Linked DNA regions of Mus musculus: all the other regions are linked to region 2. The links are chromatin contacts, called in public Hi-C, HiChIP or PLAC-seq and Micro-C maps. All regions are on one chromosome and are shown on one strand. The core of a region is the stretch at or near the end of the contact, and the rest is flanking DNA. Distances in the headings are between cores, read along the strand shown.

Region 1 (3,863 bases), core at 687-3,186, 380 kb before region 2:
GCACAGTGAGTTAAGAGTTTGTAAGGCTGGGCCTTGATGGACACAGGGCTGCCTCAGAAGAGGAAGCTGCTTCCCTTAATTGCACCAAAACGCACGCACCAGCGTGGGCGCTCTGGGGGTGGGGTGCATTCCTCTTCTCCAGGGGCATTCAACTAATATGTGAGAATCTGATACCAAGCTCTGTGGAGTTAATTTATGAAACTCTGTGATTTGACTGTAGGAAAGTTTTATTGATATAATCAGTTGGAATTTATTAGATAAAAGTAAAATACAGCCGGGCGTGGTGGCACACACCTTTAATCCCAGCACTCAGGAGGCAGAGGTATGCGGATTTCTGAGTTCGAGGCCAGCCTGTTCTACAGAGTGAGTTCCAGGACAGCCAGGGCTACACAGAGAAACCCTGTCTCGAAAAAACAAAAACAAAAACAAAAACAAACAAACAAAAAGTAAAATACAGTGTTAGTTAAATTTTGTTAACGATCTAGGCCTGAATAATGTGGAGAGCTGGACATAGTCGCACAGGCAATCAGGAAGCTGAAACACAGGGGTTACAAGTTCAAGGCTAGCCTGGAGTGGTTAGAGACCAAGTCTGAAAAAGAAAAAAAGGCACTGTTTCTAACTTCCCTTTTGATTTGTTCTTTTTTTTTTTTTTAAACAACCAAAGCCTTATGTTTAAAGTTACAGTTATATCAGGTTTTTTCTTAGATACAGAAATTCAGGGCCTGTGATGGCGACTTGAGTAATGGTGTCTGCTACATGAGCTTGGCAGCCTGAGCTCAGCCTTCATGGAGGAGGAAGGGTACTGTCCTCTGACCTCCCGTGTGCACTGCCACCATCAATAGTAGATTTAACTAAAACCAAATTCAAATTTGGCTCTCAGGTGTGGGGGGAACAAGCCTGTAATCACAGCCCTCTGGAGGCTAAGTCCAGAGGATCATGGGTTCAAGACTGGCTTTGGCTATACGAGACCTTGTGGAGAGAACCAGTGTCCCCAGTTTTGGCTGAAGATGTGACTTAGTGGTGGTTTCATAGCATGTACCAGGTCCCCAGTTTAAGCCCCTATACTGCATAAGGGAGACAAATATAGGTCTAAAAAACCAGAACTGTAAGCATTATAGTTTAATTGTGATTTTGTACAAAGCACAGAAAGTTGAGTCTAGAATGCATGGTTTGGAATGTAGAGTATCATCACTGTTGAAACCAGTGCCCTTTGTTAACCAAACTATACTTAGTGGTAGCAAATCCTTTGACTGCTACATACAGACAAGGAGAGTGGGTGGCCTTGAGGCTAGCCTGTTTCTACAGCCCCTTGTAAGTCCTAAGGTACTTGTATTGAGTATTGACCATTGTAAAGAATGGTGTGATTTGGGACTAGAGAGAAAGCTCTGTGGTTGAGAGCAGTGGCTGCTCTTCCAGAGGACGGAGGTTCTGTTCTTAACACTCACTGCAGCTCATGCAGCCTGTAACTCCAGTTCCAAGGGATCTGACTCTCTCTTCTGACCTCCAGAGGCATCAGGCCCACACAAGGGACACCAGGCACACAGGTGGTAGGTACATAGACATACCTTGTAGAGGAAATATCCACTCATATAACACATATGTGTTTCTAAAAGTATGATTTGCCCTTGTGCCACTCTGCTTGACACTGTAGCACGTTGGAGTCTGGGGCAAGAGGATCACAAGTTCGAGGATAGTCTAAGCTGCATAGAGAGTTCTAGGCCTCTCCAAACAAACAAGAGAATGCTGATGGGTAACATGCGGGCATACTTTATTTCCTGTTTTATTAAAGGAAATCCTCATTGGGTAACAGACATGTTAACCACTGAAAACAATCCTCCTGCTGACATCTGTTATTGAATATGGGATGCTTTACAGAACCATCCGGTGGTGTCTGTATCAGAGGGACCCCGTTTGCTAATTATAACTGTACAGCAGTAGTGTTAAGGCCAAAACATAGACCTTTTTCTTTTGGTTAAATCATTGACTGCCAGGAGAGGAGTCTCCCAATTACGAGCTTCTGTTACTATAGATAAGATATTTTAATATCATGCATGTGGTCAAAACATCTGTTTGAGTGCCAAGTGTATTTTACCCTTTTCTCTAGTGCAGGTTTTCTAACTGGCAGATTACCAGTTTAAAAAATAGTAGTTTAAAACCCTGCCATCCCTACCTTCCCTTTCGGTGCTCTGAGATCCTACCTGGTCAGCAGAGTGGGGTCCAGCACATCCCTCCAGCGTCTTACCTAGGTGGAGGGTGGGTGGGTGGGCCCTCCTCTCCAGCTGGGCTGCTCAAGCTTGACGTCACACATAGTTTATCACACACTGCCTGTGCTGTTGCTTCCTTATATGTTCCTGGGTTTTGGTTTGTTTTCTGAGACAGGGTTTCTCTGTGTAGCCCTGGCTGTCCTGGAACTCACTCTGTAGACCAGGCTGGCCTCGAACTCACAGAGATCTGCCTGCCTCTGCCTCCTCAGTGCTGAGATTAAAAGCCTGAGCCACCATCACTGGCTGTGTTATTAGCTCTTAGTGGGAACATTCTCTTTTTGTACCTTTTGTGAGATCCAAACATAGTATTCTAATAATCGCAACAATTTAATTTGTGTGTGTGTTTTCAGTATATGCCCACCACAGTGGATGTCAGAGGGCAGCTTTTGAGAGTTGGCTTTTGCCACTATGGCACCCAGAGATGAAACTCAAGTAGTCTGGTTTGTATGGCAAACACTTTTACCATCTCACTAGCCCTGAACACAGTGTTTTAGGTCAAGTACATTGATACTTGTTGACTGCATAAAATAGAGTAAAATAATTTCTTCTAGAAATTTTCCGGTTTCTGTAACTTTGCATTTGACTTGGTACAAAGATGATGATGGTGATGATGGTGGTGGTGGTGATGGTGATGATGATGGTGGTGGTGGTGGTGGCGGCGGCGGCAGTGGCAATGGCAGCAGTGTATTCCTAAGGCTTAGCACAATCTGTTATGATTGGGTATAGATCTCTTGTCCAGCAGTGTTTGTATTCTCAGGAGCTGGGTTGTCTTCAGCTCACACTGACACCTGAGGTGGGAGCTTCCCGAGCGAGCTTCCCCAGCATCTGTGTGATTATGATGAAAATCTTTTGAAATTCTGAAGAGCAAGCTAGCTAGATTCTGTTCTAAACCTTCGCCAGCATTTTATTTAAGTAAATCAACTGAATTGCAGTTGTTTCTGTCTGTTTGCTCTTTGTGCGTGTGTGGAGACAGGCGAGAAACTTGTGGGAACTGGCTTTTTCCTGCTACCATGTGGGTTCTGGGGACTGGACTGAGGTGGTCAGGTTTGGGGTCAAGTGTCTCCTGTCCGCTAATCCATTTCACCCTCCATTCAACTGCGGTTTTGAGAGTCTCTCACTGAAGCTGGAGCGCAGTGATGCAGCTGGTGTAGCCAGCCAGTGACCTGGCAAACAAAACCTTGGCATTCTCAAACAGACAAGCAAACACCCCACTCTTTCTGCTCCCCTCTTTAAAAACAAACAGACAGACAGACAGACAAACAAACAAACAGAAACCCAAAACCTTCAGAACTCAAAGAGACATAAAAGCTTTTAGTTTTGGCCAGCAGACTGCCGAGCACTCAGTGACGTTCCAGTGTATTTTGATCCAGTTGCTGCTATGAGGTGAGGCCAGCATGTAGATGCTCTGAGGACGTGTCTGACCTAGTGCTCATCAGGATGCCCCATAGAAAGCAAAGAGGCCCAGCAAAACAGCCTGTCTTCACATTCTGATTCTATTGATTTGACTTCCAATTGTGAATTTTCCCAAAAGACCCATCACTTTGGGGAATGAAGAGGTCTGACACGGGTGAGGATAAGAACTTGTCTTTCTAAACAGCT
Region 2 (3,861 bases), core at 1,037-3,536:
GAAGATAAGTAATGCAAGTCCCGGCTTTTGACCAATTCAGAGATTATATAAGTGTACTTGATAGAATACTAGAAATAAAAAAATCAAACACAATGTGGTTAACTGCTTATGAAATGTACTGACGTTTCTCACCGTTTTTGAGTTTTCAGCTCTATGGCTCCTCTTAGAAAACTGACTCTAGTCTCGAAAAACAAATAAAATAAAATAAAATAAAATACAAAAAGGAAAAAGCCGGGCTTGGTGGCGCATGCCTTTAATCCCAGCACTCGGGAGGCAGAGGCAGGTGGATTTCTGAGTTCGAGGCCAGCGTCTACAGAGTGAGTTCCAGGACAGCCAGGGATACACAGAGAAACCCTGTCTCAAAGGGGGGGGGGGGGGGGAAAGAATGAAAGAAAACTGACTCTAGTTTGAAGGCTGCAAAAATGTCTGAAGATAACTTTCTTTGAAGAGTCTAGATGAATTTCAAAATACTTTAAAAAAACACACACCCATCCAGTGAGAGTTATCTCTTACAATTTCACTGACAAAACGCCCTAAATAGGGGCTCGATGAATCTCAGTGGTTAGGGGCACCGACTGCCCTTCCTGAAGATGCAGGTTCAAATCCCAGCTCCCACATGGCAGCTCACAACTGTCTCTAAATTCAACATCTGTCCGTCTCACAAAAACATACATGCAGGCAAAACACCAATGCTCAGAAAGGTAAATAAAAAAAAAAACGCCCTAAATCTGGTGTTTTCCCCACCTCTACACATCTGAATTTTAACACAGAGCCCTTCTTTTTCTTTCTTTCTTTTCTTTGTTGTTGTTGTTCTTCGTCCTAAAAACCTTGCACTGAAAGGACATTTCCCCTTAAGATCAGTTTGGTACTTGCAACACCTGGAGGAGGGACCAGCCTAGCTCAGCCAGCCAGAGCTACATTGTGAGCAGCTAACTTAAAAAACAAAACAAAACAAAAATGGTAAAGGATATTTCTAAAAATCCTAGTTATTCAACAATGTAATCCCCCCAAAATTTTTTTTAATGTTTTAGGACACTTTAAAAAAACCAACTCAGTATTTGCTTTATTTTCCTACTGGTGGAAAAATGATTTGAAAGACCCTATTAAATATAATTTCTGTTCAGAGAAACGTGCGGCAGGGATTCTCCAAATTTACAGACTGTATGACTCAGTGTTCATTTGCAACCCGTGTATTACAGCTTTGCTAGAATTCTACCTCTAGCCTGGCTTTCCACACTAATGGTTCCGGGAGGAACCGGTCACCAGCTCATGGTTCCCACCGGGAAGGCGGATCCGGCTCCGCCCAGAGCCCGGGCGGGTGACCTCACAGAGGTCAAGGGCGCTCACACACCTGCAGGCCGCTCCGCCACCCCCACGCCACCCCACGCCGGGGAGCAGCAGGGCCAAGGGCAGCCTGGGGTCTCCCCGACGTGGGGCTGTCACAACCAGCGTGCTTTCTTCACGGAGACTCCTGGCTCACACTCCGCCCCACACTAATAACCCGAGAGGCAATTTCTCTGGCTGCCCTTCAAACTCTGGGTTCACATAGGTGGGCTCCATGACAAGTGGGGTTTTGGGTTTCTTAGTTTCCCCGCCCCCCACCCCCAGGAACCCACAGCCCTGACAGTCCTTTCCACTACACTTCTTGGGAAGTGCGATCGCGGTCACTGTGGTCACCGCGGCGCAAGCCCACGGCGAAGGGAACCCGAGCGGCCCGGCGAGCTCCGTCTGCACACGCGGCCCGCCAGCAAGGGCACCTTCGCCTCCGCTTTCCAGGCGAGAACAATGCGGCAGCCCAACACCCGGGGCCTGCAGGGTCTCCAGGTCCATCGGGAAACTCTCAAACGTGGATCGGGAGAGGGTGGGCAAGACGACCCCACTGCCTCGGCTTTGTCCGGCCTGCCTCCAAGCCGGAGGGACCCGTTTTCGAGACTGGGGGGGGGGGGAGGGGGGGTTGAGAAAGGAGGACAGGACAAGAAGGTCCTCAGATCCACTTCTCATCACACAGGCAACGCGGAAAAAAAAAAAAATGCACGGCGCCGAACTGCGCACGCGCGCGGCAAGGCCACCCATTTCTCTCCCTCCTCCCAGCCCCTCCAAGGAACGCGAGGTCGCCCGAGTGCGCTTGCGCTCGCCGCGGAGGGAAACGTTGGAGGGGGAGGCAACCTTTCCATTGTGAGAGAGCACCGCCCCCGCGGACCCGCGCGCGCCCGCGCCACTCTCACAGTCTCCCGGGCGCGCGCCTGGGCCGCGGCCCGCCGCCGCCAGGCGCATGCGCGGGGTGGGATGACAGTGAAGGGTGGAGAAGGCCGCGGAGCTCGCCGCCGCTGCTGGCCGAGCTACCCTGAGAAGTTTCTGGAAAGAGGGCTACAAAGGGAACCTGAGGGGATGAATGGAAAGCGAGCCATTTTCTGAGAGAAGACAGCGAAAAGTCCCAACAAAAAGTACACGGCCTTAGCCGAGCCCACGACCGACGACACACTCCCATCCAAGGAGGAAGCGTGGGGACAAGGGAGCGGACTGGGAGACGCGGAATGGCGGGGACATTGAAAAGATGGAGGCGCAGCCGCCGGGGCTTGGGAGTGGCAGGGAGGCGCTAGGTCAGGGGTCCCCGAACCCCGTCCTCCTTAGCTCCGCTCCCGTGTGCGCTCTGACCTGCCCGTCTACACTCGGGGGGCCCCCGGGGTTCACGGGGATGTGACGCGCACACGCGCGCGAGCTCATGGACAGCGTGGGAAGGAACCCCGGCCGCGCGCGGGGACAGCGTCCCCACGCCACGGCCCGCCCGGCTGCCATTTTGTAGCGCGGCCGCCATTTTGCGCGGCCCGGGGGCGGGGGAGGGGCTCGGGGCGCGGCCCCGCGGCTCGCGATGGGCGTGGCCGGCGGCGGGCGCGGCCCCGGCCCCCTTTGTTCTCCGCCTGGGGGTCGCGAGGCCCCTCGGGCTCTGCAGCCGCCGCCGGCGCCGCAGCAGCAGCAGCGTGTGAACCGGGAGAGGCAGCCCCAGGGCGTGCGGGATCCGGGAGCCCATCGGAAGCGGGGTGTGTCCCCCCGTGCGAGGGATGACATCCTGCGTGGGGAAACTTAAATCGCCGCCGTGGGAAGCGGCTTACGGGCGAACCGGGCTCGGCATCCTCCACCTCTGCAAACAAAGTCAAGTTCGGTCCCGAAAGCAACAAAGGTGCCGAAACTCCGCGGAACCTAGCACCAGGAGGCGGGGCTCGTGCAGCCCACGAGGTGGAGGAGCGCTGAGAGCTCGGCTTCCATTGGCTGGCCCTCGGAGCACAAGGCTTTCAGGGCCCATTCTCCCTGACCCAGAAGCCTGAACAATAAATATGCTGTGATGGCTTTCTTCTGTCGATTTAACTTCCACTTATTTTCAAAAAGCTATGAGTTTATTAAAAATAAATAATAAAATACGTGCCTGACATCCATCGCCCTTTCACTTTCCGAAAAAGCAAATGTCTTCTTGAGGAATATTTAAAAATGCGAATCTTAGTTGTGTGTAATGCTGAAAATTCTGGCACTATTTCGCAAACCCAGAAAACTTGAAAAACGCTGCTAAATTTGACTTCCAGCTTTTGTGCAGTTTTCTTCCCCCTAATGGTTGACGTGGTTTTTCTTCACAAAAGCCTGGTATCATAAAGGAACCAGCCCGTCCTGACTCATCTATTTGTGTCTTGGCTACAGTAAACCTCTTTTTTTGTCTTCTCACTATGTGTAATTATGGCGACTGCTTATGTTTTCTGTAATAGTGGGGTAAAGCTTATGATGACAGACTGAAAAGGTCAAAACATGTTGAAGGAACCAATCGGGATTTTGATGACTGCCAGATGAGAGAAATTTAGCAGAAGCGTTTCGATT
Region 3 (3,618 bases), core at 1,049-3,548, 330 kb before region 2:
AGATTAGAACCCAGCACGCCAGGAGAGCCCACAAGTACCTTAAGCACAGTTCTGAACTGGTTGGTTATCCTCAGTTCATGTTGGTTGGCTGCCTGTCTCCAGCGGCGGTGTATATTTAACCAAGGTCTTAGGCCCTGCTGTGGATTGACTGGTGTCTCTACAAAACCCTAACTTAATAGGATTGTATTTAGAGATGAATCCTTTAAGCAGGGAGTTAAGATTAAAGCAGATCATAATGGTGGGGCCCCTGGTGGAACTAGATAGTGCATGTCTAAGGTATGGTGTCCAGTGTTCTTTAGCCCAGCACTCAGAAGGCAGAGGCAGGCAGATCTGTGAGTTCTAGGCCAGCCTGGTCTACGTAGCAAGTTCCAGACTAGCCAAGATTGCATAGTGAGACCCTGTGTATAATTGTGTGTGTGTGTATAAAACAAAAACAAGAGAGGGTGTGTGTGAGCAGCAGACACCATTATGGCGGTACACACTTGTAATTCTAGCACCCAAGAGGCTGAGGCAAAAGGACCAGGAGTTCCCCAGGCCAATCTAGAGTACACAGTGAGAGCTTGTCTCCAAAAATAGGAAATAGCAGCAGAGGACCGAGCAGAGAAGAGGCCATGTTGTTGTTACACATGGAGAAGGCAGTGGCAGAAACCAACCCGGCAGTGAGGTCGGTTATTCCAGCCTCCACGGAAACACTTGTCCGTTGTTTGAGCCCCCAGTCTATGCAGTGCTATCAGAGCATTACAGTGCAAGCATTAAATGTGCAGATTCATTTAGAGATTTCCAAGATTCAAACCAGACCTTGGCGAGGCTGGGTATGAAGTCTAGAAGCCCAAAGACGACTCAGATCTAAATCTTTCTGGTCTGTGATTGACAGATCTCTGCCACTACAGAAAGGGCCTCATCTCAGGAGCATGTGCAATGGGTTCCGTCCAGCCACAGACTCCAGTAGAAATGGTTTCCTCTTGCACAGCCTTGCTGCCTCGTAAGGCAGGGACCGAAGCACCCTCTCTTGCACCCTCCTCCCTTGCCCACCTCCGTCTGCCTCCGTGGGTCTGTGACCTCCTTGCTGCTATTGACTTCACTAGCACTCCTAGGTGCCGAGGGTGAAGTCTTGAAAACCCAGAACCCAGTCTGGCCGGATAGATAACATGTTTTTAGAGTCAGGTAACCCAGGCTTCTGAGTCTGTTTTTCCACTGACGAGGTGTGTTCCAGCTACCTCATCTGGAGTAGCAAAGACATGAAGCTGTTTATATAGAGATGAGTGTCCACAGACTCCAGGGCAAGCGGCCCTCACGGAGTCTACTTAACTCATTCCTTGCAAAGCAGTGGCTGGCCCTCCTTGAAGACGCTGCTCGAGATGCTGGTGAAGATGACAGACGTCACTCAGAGTGTCTCAAACACCCGCTCATCTTGTGCAGCTCACAGGCATTTCCTGAGCTGCCATCTTTGGGGTTGCTCACAGGTCCGGGCCGGAGCATCCAGTCCGAGGGCAGGACTTCTGGCTCACCCTTGCTTCCCAGCACCAACCAGATGCTGGGCACACAGTTGGGGCTTGGTCATTGTTGAATGACAAGAATGAATAAATCAATTAGTAGACAAATGGCTCTTTATTCAGACCTCTTACAAAGCCCCTTGAAGCCTCAATCCAGAGGTATTTGACTCTGGACCTGCTGGGCAGGGTTGATGGAGCTGTGATGTTAATAACAGGAGCGTAAGAACTAAACCTGCTGAGCTTTGCTGCCCAGCATGGTTGTAAAGAACCCTGTGAAGGTAAATAAATAAATGGCCAGACATGGTAGCACATGCCTTTAATCCCAGCACTAAGAGGCAGGGGAGTTTCTGTGAATTCAAGGATAGCCTGATCTACAGAGAGTGTTTAAGGACAGTAAAGGCTACTATACAGAGAAACCCTGTCTCGAGGAGGAGGAAGAGGAGGAGAAGGAGGAGGAGGAGGAGGAGGAGGAGGAGAGGGATGAGAAAAGAGAGGAGGAGGAGCAGGAAGAGGAGGAGGAAGAGGAGGAGGTAGAAGAAGAGGAGGAGAAAGGGAAAGAAAAAAAAGAAAGGAAATAATATCCATTTTGTAGAAAAGGAAACTTAAGAGGCTCAGAAAACTGATGAAGCCTCCTTTCTGGGGGAGATGATCATGTTTGATAGGAAAATATGAGCTCACATTGGTAAAGTCGAATAAGAAAGATCCTGCTTAGGGAAGGAGCTGCAGACCTTGCAAAACCTACAAAGACCCGCCGGAATTCAGGAGCCCCGCCTCCGCCTGCGTCGCCATGGCAACATTTCTGCGCATGCGCTTCGTGGTCAGCGTCTTGACCTGACGGAAGCAGGCTCTGCTGGCAGGACAGAAAAGAAGGGCGGGCTTTTAAATCGTCACCCTGCTGGCGGGGACTGTGAAGGTTGGTGGTCCCGGGAGTCGGAATTGAGGGGGTAGAGGCGAAGTGGGGCTCGGAAGGAGATAAGGCAGAGGGGACTTGTGGAAATACCTTCCCAGGACAAGGATGGGTTAGTTCCCCAGAGAGCAATGTAGAAGGATGGGGCTATAGAAATGCACCTTCGGGATGGGGATCCAGGTTCCAAAGGAAAGCCAGAGAGAGATTAAGGACCTCGGAGTCGCCTTGCGATAATGGTTGGCCCTCTCTCCACTTCTACTCCCAGTATTCGGACACATCCTTACCTTACTGGCGTACTCAAGCATGGCCAGACCTCCCATGCACGGTTCGGTGATTGTCCCAGACTGGCATGAGACGGTCGAGGGTAAGGAGTACTTAGCCTGCATCCTGCGCAAGAATCGCCGGCGGGAGTTTGGTAAGCGGCACCCCACCTCACCCCACCCCCGTCCCCCAGACCTCACCACGTGCCACTAGTACACTCTTGACACTCCCTGGGGCGGCAGGAACAGATCTGTGGAACCTGCCCCACAGCACTTCTGACCATCGAGGTCTCCTGGGTGCCGCCTCTAGCCTCTAGTCTCAGGCCCCCTTCCCCAAATCTCCTTAAAGCTAATTCCACCAACAGAGCCAGGAACCTGGAAACAGCCCATGCCTGCCAACAGCAACTGTCACCAGAGATGCTGTTGACTGAGCCCTCACTTGGGGTCATGCCCTCTGCTGGGCACTTTGCACAGCAACCTTGCAACCTTGTTTCAGAAAGCGTTTCACTATGTTGCCAGTATTCATTGTTGTGTATCCAGTACTGGTTATGTAGACCAGGCTGACCTCAAACTCACAGAGATCCACCTGGCCTCTATCTTCTAAGTGCTGGGATCAAAGTCACGCATCACCACACCATGTCCTGCCTATTCAACTTTCTATTTATTTATTTTATGTATATGAGGGCTCTGTCTGCATGAATGTCTGCAGACCAGAAGAGGAAACAGTGTGAGACACCATCCATGTAGGTGCTGAGAATTGAACTCTGGAAGAGCAGCCTGTGCTGAGCCATCTCTCCAGCTCCTGCTGTGCAGTTTTAAGAACTCATAAAGATCCCAATGAGTTGGTTTGGGGATTTATTTGTAGTAGCTGTAAATATTTTTGCTTATATTTCCCTATTAAAGAAGAAATTGTAATATATATATATATTTTTTTAATTAATTTAATTTTTTTCCGAAA
Region 4 (4,031 bases), core at 1,452-3,951, 330 kb after region 2:
GCCCCAGCCAGGGACCCTGGCGAGTGGCACTTCCTTCTCTTGAGGTCCAGCTTTCTGGCCCCTTCCTACCCTGTCACCCCTCCCAGCACCCCAGCGTGCAGCACTAGTGCCAAGAGGTAGCTCTGAGGAGGCCAGCACCCTCTAAGCACCTCTCAACTAAACTGCTTCCCCCCAAAACAGCCTGGGTAAAACAGTACAGCACAGCTTCCAGACCATTCTCCCCACGGGTTCCCCGCAAATCAAAGTGGTCTCTCCCGAGCTTGCTCTTTGGGGGTATCTGGGTTCCCTAAAACAGCGCCATGGTATGGGGGATAAGAATACTGCCGAAAGATAAGAGAAGGAGGAAATGTAAAATGGGCTGGTGGTGGATGGTGGAGGGGGGAGGTCAGTCTCACATACACACACACAGAACACACACACAAAGAGGTGTTGGGATGTGTTTCGAGACACTGACACAGGTATCTGTGAGAGACAGTTCAGAAGGGAAGGCCATGGCTTTTGAAGCTACCGGTCCGAGTTCGAATCCTGATCCTATCATTTGGTAGCTGTAAAGTCCTGAGTCACGGGACTGTTGGGAGGCCCCAGCCCTATCTCTGCAGAGATCTATGACACCTAAGTAACTCTCTGGAATCCACAGGGTGGATCAACCTGGAAGTCACCGTTGCCCTAAGGTTCAAAAGCAAGGAGTGTGGATTCCTGCCGTTCTAGCCTGGTCAGTCAGTGGAGACTGAAGTCAGAGGGTATCCTCTTGCCCTGGAACCTCCATGTAGAAGTTTGGGGGGTGCATTATAGCGGCATCAGGAAGCTTCTAGTCACCCATAGCTGGGACCTAACGTCCTCTTTCCCTATGAGGACTGGCTGTGGGTGTGGAAGGAAGTGGGACATGGGAAAATCCTCTCTGGACCCTGGTTGGAGGGAACGCCCCCTTTCCGGGCTTCCTGATGGGTGTCTGGGCACTGTCCGTGGGGTGTGGCTGGGGCTCTCAATCTGCTGGCTGTCTTCTGCTTTGGGATTCCCTGCGTACCCCACCCCAAGCTCAGCTTCTGTGGTTTGGTCCCCTCTGGGATCCGCTCCAGCCTGGTGCCTGGAGGACCATTTCCTTTCCAGGAACATAGGTGGCTTACTAGGAAGACGGGAGGCCGGTCCTTTGGAGGGGCACTTGCATCTTCTCTACCCCTATGGGTACTCTTCCCCCATCTCCATATTGCTGGATTTTGTGGGGGTGTGGAATGGCTGAGCCCACAGGTCTTGGGGACATCCTAATCTGGTAAGGGTACAGCTTAGAATCATAGAAAGTAGAAGGCAGGGGTTGGAGACCCTAGGCAGGGCACATAGAGAGAGAATGGGCTCCAGGGATTGTCTGGGAAGGGAGGAACTGTCACTGGGGAAGAGGGCTGCCTTCTGATAAAGGGCAGGGGAGTCACCACTGCACAACCACGGAGTGAAGGGGTTCGAGGTGGGGGGGCGGGGTAATGGGGGAGAAGGGAGGGAGGGGAGGAAGGTGGACTCACAGTGTATGAAGAGGGGCTAAGTCCCAGGGGACTCTGTCCTGATGATAGGGGAGTTACATGTTTGTAGACTGGGGGACAGGGACAGAGGAGCCCTTCCCTAGCAAGACCGCACAGTGTTAAGGAAATGGAACCTGGTCAACAGGGTGGGCGGGAATGGAAAGGCCTGAAGAGTTTTCACCCACAGTAAGTAAACATAGTATAGCTGAGGGTGTGTGTGTGTGTGTGTGTGTGTGTGTGTGTGTGTTGGGGGGAGGGGGTTGTGGACCCAACCTAGTAGGAGAGAGTCCATAACTAAGCAGAAGAAATTAAAGGACCCAGTAAAAGGCACAAGTCTGGCATGGGTGCCGGGGGGAATGTCCCCTTAAGAGGCAGTAGGGTTGCCTTATTGCGGTGGGGGTAGGGAGTCCAGTAGTTAGGACGGAGCGGAAGGGAAGCCACCGGCCCTTTCTCCCTTTCTCGATATGTTTGGGTGTAGGGTGGTGGGTGCAGTAACATTAACAGTGGGAAGGAGGTCGGTACCCTGTGTGGTGGTAGTGACTCGCTGGGGACCTGCGATTATCTGGAAGGAACCTCAGGGAGCCCCCAATCCGCGTGGGCTATTCCGAGGGCAGTATCACCAGGAGGAGGGGTCACATGTCAGGAACGGGAGCTCCCCAGATCCACTTGCGTGCTGGGGTGGTGGGTCTGGAAGCCTCGTGGCTCTTTAGAAAAGCAGCAGAGTTCCCCACCCTGGTGAGACGGGGTTCTGGGGGAATCTAATTGGGGATACGGGAGGTTAGGGCCCGAGGCCGGGTCTAGGGTGGTGGGGAACCGGGTGCAGGGGCACTTACTGCTTGAACATCTTCTCCATGTCTTTGATCTGCTTCCTGGAGAACTCCTTGAACTCGGTGTAGGGGTTGAAGACGCGGCGGCTGGGCGACTGTGGCTCGCCGATGCCCTGGTTGAGGTCCGCGCGCCGCAGCAGCTTGGCGCTCAGCTCGTCGTCCGCGCTGCCCAACGCCTGGGCAGTCTCGTCGGGAGCCTCGGCCGCCGCCGCCGCCGCCGCCCCGTTGAGCCCCGGCTGCTCCGTCGCCTCGCCGCCTTCGCCCTCCATCTGCAGCCTCCGGCTCAGCTTGCTGGCCAACTCGTCCGTGGCCATGGTGGCCCGCGCAGCGCTGCCTCGGCCGGGCCCCTGCTCTGCGCCGCGCTCCCGGCCGCGCTCTTCCTCTTCCTGACACTCCCCGCCGCCAGGCGCCGCCCTGAAGGTGGGACTTAGGGGACCGCCCGCCCCCGGGCTGGCTCCCGCCGCCTTTGCCGCGTGCCGGGTCCTTCTCTATCCCCGGAGGGGGGTAGGGGGGTCAAGTGCATTCCGCTCCCCAGCTCCTCATCATCGTTCCCCTCCCTCCCCCACAGTGAAAAACCATCAACTTCTCTCTGATGACCTCTGGGTGACGCTGAGTCCCAGGAGCCCTCTGGAAGGAACCTGGGAAGGGGGTGTCCCAACCCTTCGGGAGGGAAGAGGGTCCGCTCGCAGGAGGTGGCTGTGTGTTCAGGGACTGGAGAGGGGCGCGGCTCTCAACCCGTTCTCTGAAAGGGGTTTGTGTCTCTGACACCCTGTCGGTTGCCATGGAGACCACTGGTAGTGAACCGCTGGGCGTTCTTGATAAGGTGGCAGGAATCTGAAGAAGGTGGACCCTAGCACTGGAGCCCAGTTGAGACTGTCTCCAGGGCTATCATGACTGGCGTCATTCAAAAGTGGGGTAGCTGCTATGAGGGAGATGGCACCCTACCAGTTCTCAAGGTCCCCAAAGAACTGGGAAAGGGGAAGGGGGTCGTCCTGTTACACGATGATTCAGCACAATAGCTGCCTGATCCGGCGGATGCCTGGGACTCTCCACCTCAGAGGGATTTCAGAGAGATCTCCATGTTGCCTCTTTGATGGGGATCCCAGAGGGGTGACCTCCTCCCCAAAGCGTCAGGAATGGGGGGAGCTGGAAAGGAGGAGCTCAGAGAGAATTTGTCTCTGTCATCTAGTCTGTCACTTCAAGAACAGCAAAGCTGGTCTGAAGAGAAGGCTCAGTTATTAAGAGTGGTTATTGCTCTTGTGGAGGACTGACATCCTAGCATCCGTGTAGGGTCCGGGTAGAGAGGGGCAAGTCACGAAAGGCCTGTAACTCCAGCACCAGGGATCCTAGACCCTCTTCTGGCCTGCTTATGCATCTGCACTCATGAGCATATATACCCCTCCCCCACACACACAGACTTAAAACTAAAGTAAATCTCTGGCCAGTCTCTGAGTTCAGTCAGCCTGGTCTACATCCAGGATAGCCAGGGCTCTATAGTAAGACTCCCTCCTTGATAGATGATAGATAATAGATAGACAGATAACAAACTCTGTTTGTTTGTTTGTTTTTCTTTTGGGGGTTTTGTTTTTTGAGACAGGGTTTCTCTGTGTAGCCCTGGCTGTCCTGGAACTCACTCTGTAGACCAGGCTGACCTCGAACTCAAGAAATCCGCCAGCTTCTGCCTCCCAAGTGCTGG

The links. Hi-C and Micro-C count contacts between places; a contact is called where the count stands out from the background. HiChIP or PLAC-seq counts read pairs in DNA pulled down with a chosen protein or histone mark.
Region 1: a Micro-C map of the G1E-ER4 cell line shows a contact between it and region 2. The contact joins the enhancer-like site here to the promoter of B330016D10Rik in region 2. A contact is called at or near these places in 7 of 39 promoter capture datasets (the C10 cell line, the HPC-7 cell line, cranial neural crest and 4 more), 3 of 484 Hi-C or Micro-C datasets (the G1E-ER4 cell line and natural killer cells) and 3 of 115 datasets of contacts at active chromatin or transcription factors (embryonic stem cells, memory CD8 T cells and microglia).
Region 3: a contact with region 2 is called in an HNF4G HiChIP or PLAC-seq map of pancreatic cancer cells. The contact joins the promoter of Cplane2 here to the promoter of B330016D10Rik in region 2. A contact is called at or near these places in 2 of 484 Hi-C or Micro-C datasets (CD4 T cells and memory CD8 T cells) and 5 of 115 datasets of contacts at active chromatin or transcription factors (bone marrow-derived macrophages, cardiomyocytes, extraembryonic endoderm stem cells and 2 more).
Region 4: a Hi-C map of natural killer cells shows a contact between it and region 2, with 4 times the contacts expected there. The contact joins the promoter of Efhd2 here to the promoter of B330016D10Rik in region 2. A contact is called at or near these places in 1 of 484 Hi-C or Micro-C datasets (natural killer cells) and 4 of 115 datasets of contacts at active chromatin or transcription factors (embryonic stem cells, memory CD8 T cells and pancreatic cancer cells).

What each region holds. Positions count from the first base shown.
Region 1 is chr4:141,159,820-141,163,682 of GRCm38.p6, forward strand. The region is part of intron 1 of Fbxo42 (F-box protein 42); the gene reads left to right. Among named protein-coding and RNA genes, the nearest start is that of Fbxo42, 14 kb to the left of the region's middle. Within about 2 kb of position 1,937, at least 33 of the 459 cell types and tissues checked have an H3K27ac peak or open chromatin away from gene starts, as enhancers often do. A contact at or near this core is called in the G1E-ER4 cell line, erythroid cells and memory CD8 T cells, where this site is marked.
Region 2 is chr4:141,543,876-141,547,736 of GRCm38.p6, forward strand. It overlaps B330016D10Rik (RIKEN cDNA B330016D10 gene), which reads left to right and starts at 2,287. Exons shown (of 1, transcript NR_030695.1): 1 at 2,287-3,861.
Region 3 is chr4:141,211,658-141,215,275 of GRCm38.p6, forward strand. It overlaps Cplane2 (ciliogenesis and planar polarity effector 2), which reads left to right and starts at 2,299. Exons shown (of 6, transcript NM_001081174.2): 1 at 2,299-2,406; 2 at 2,666-2,815. The coding sequence starts at 2,704.
Region 4 is chr4:141,872,219-141,876,249 of GRCm38.p6, forward strand. It overlaps Efhd2 (EF hand domain containing 2), which reads right to left and starts at 2,702. Exons shown (of 4, transcript NM_025994.3): 1 at 2,342-2,702. The coding sequence starts at 2,649.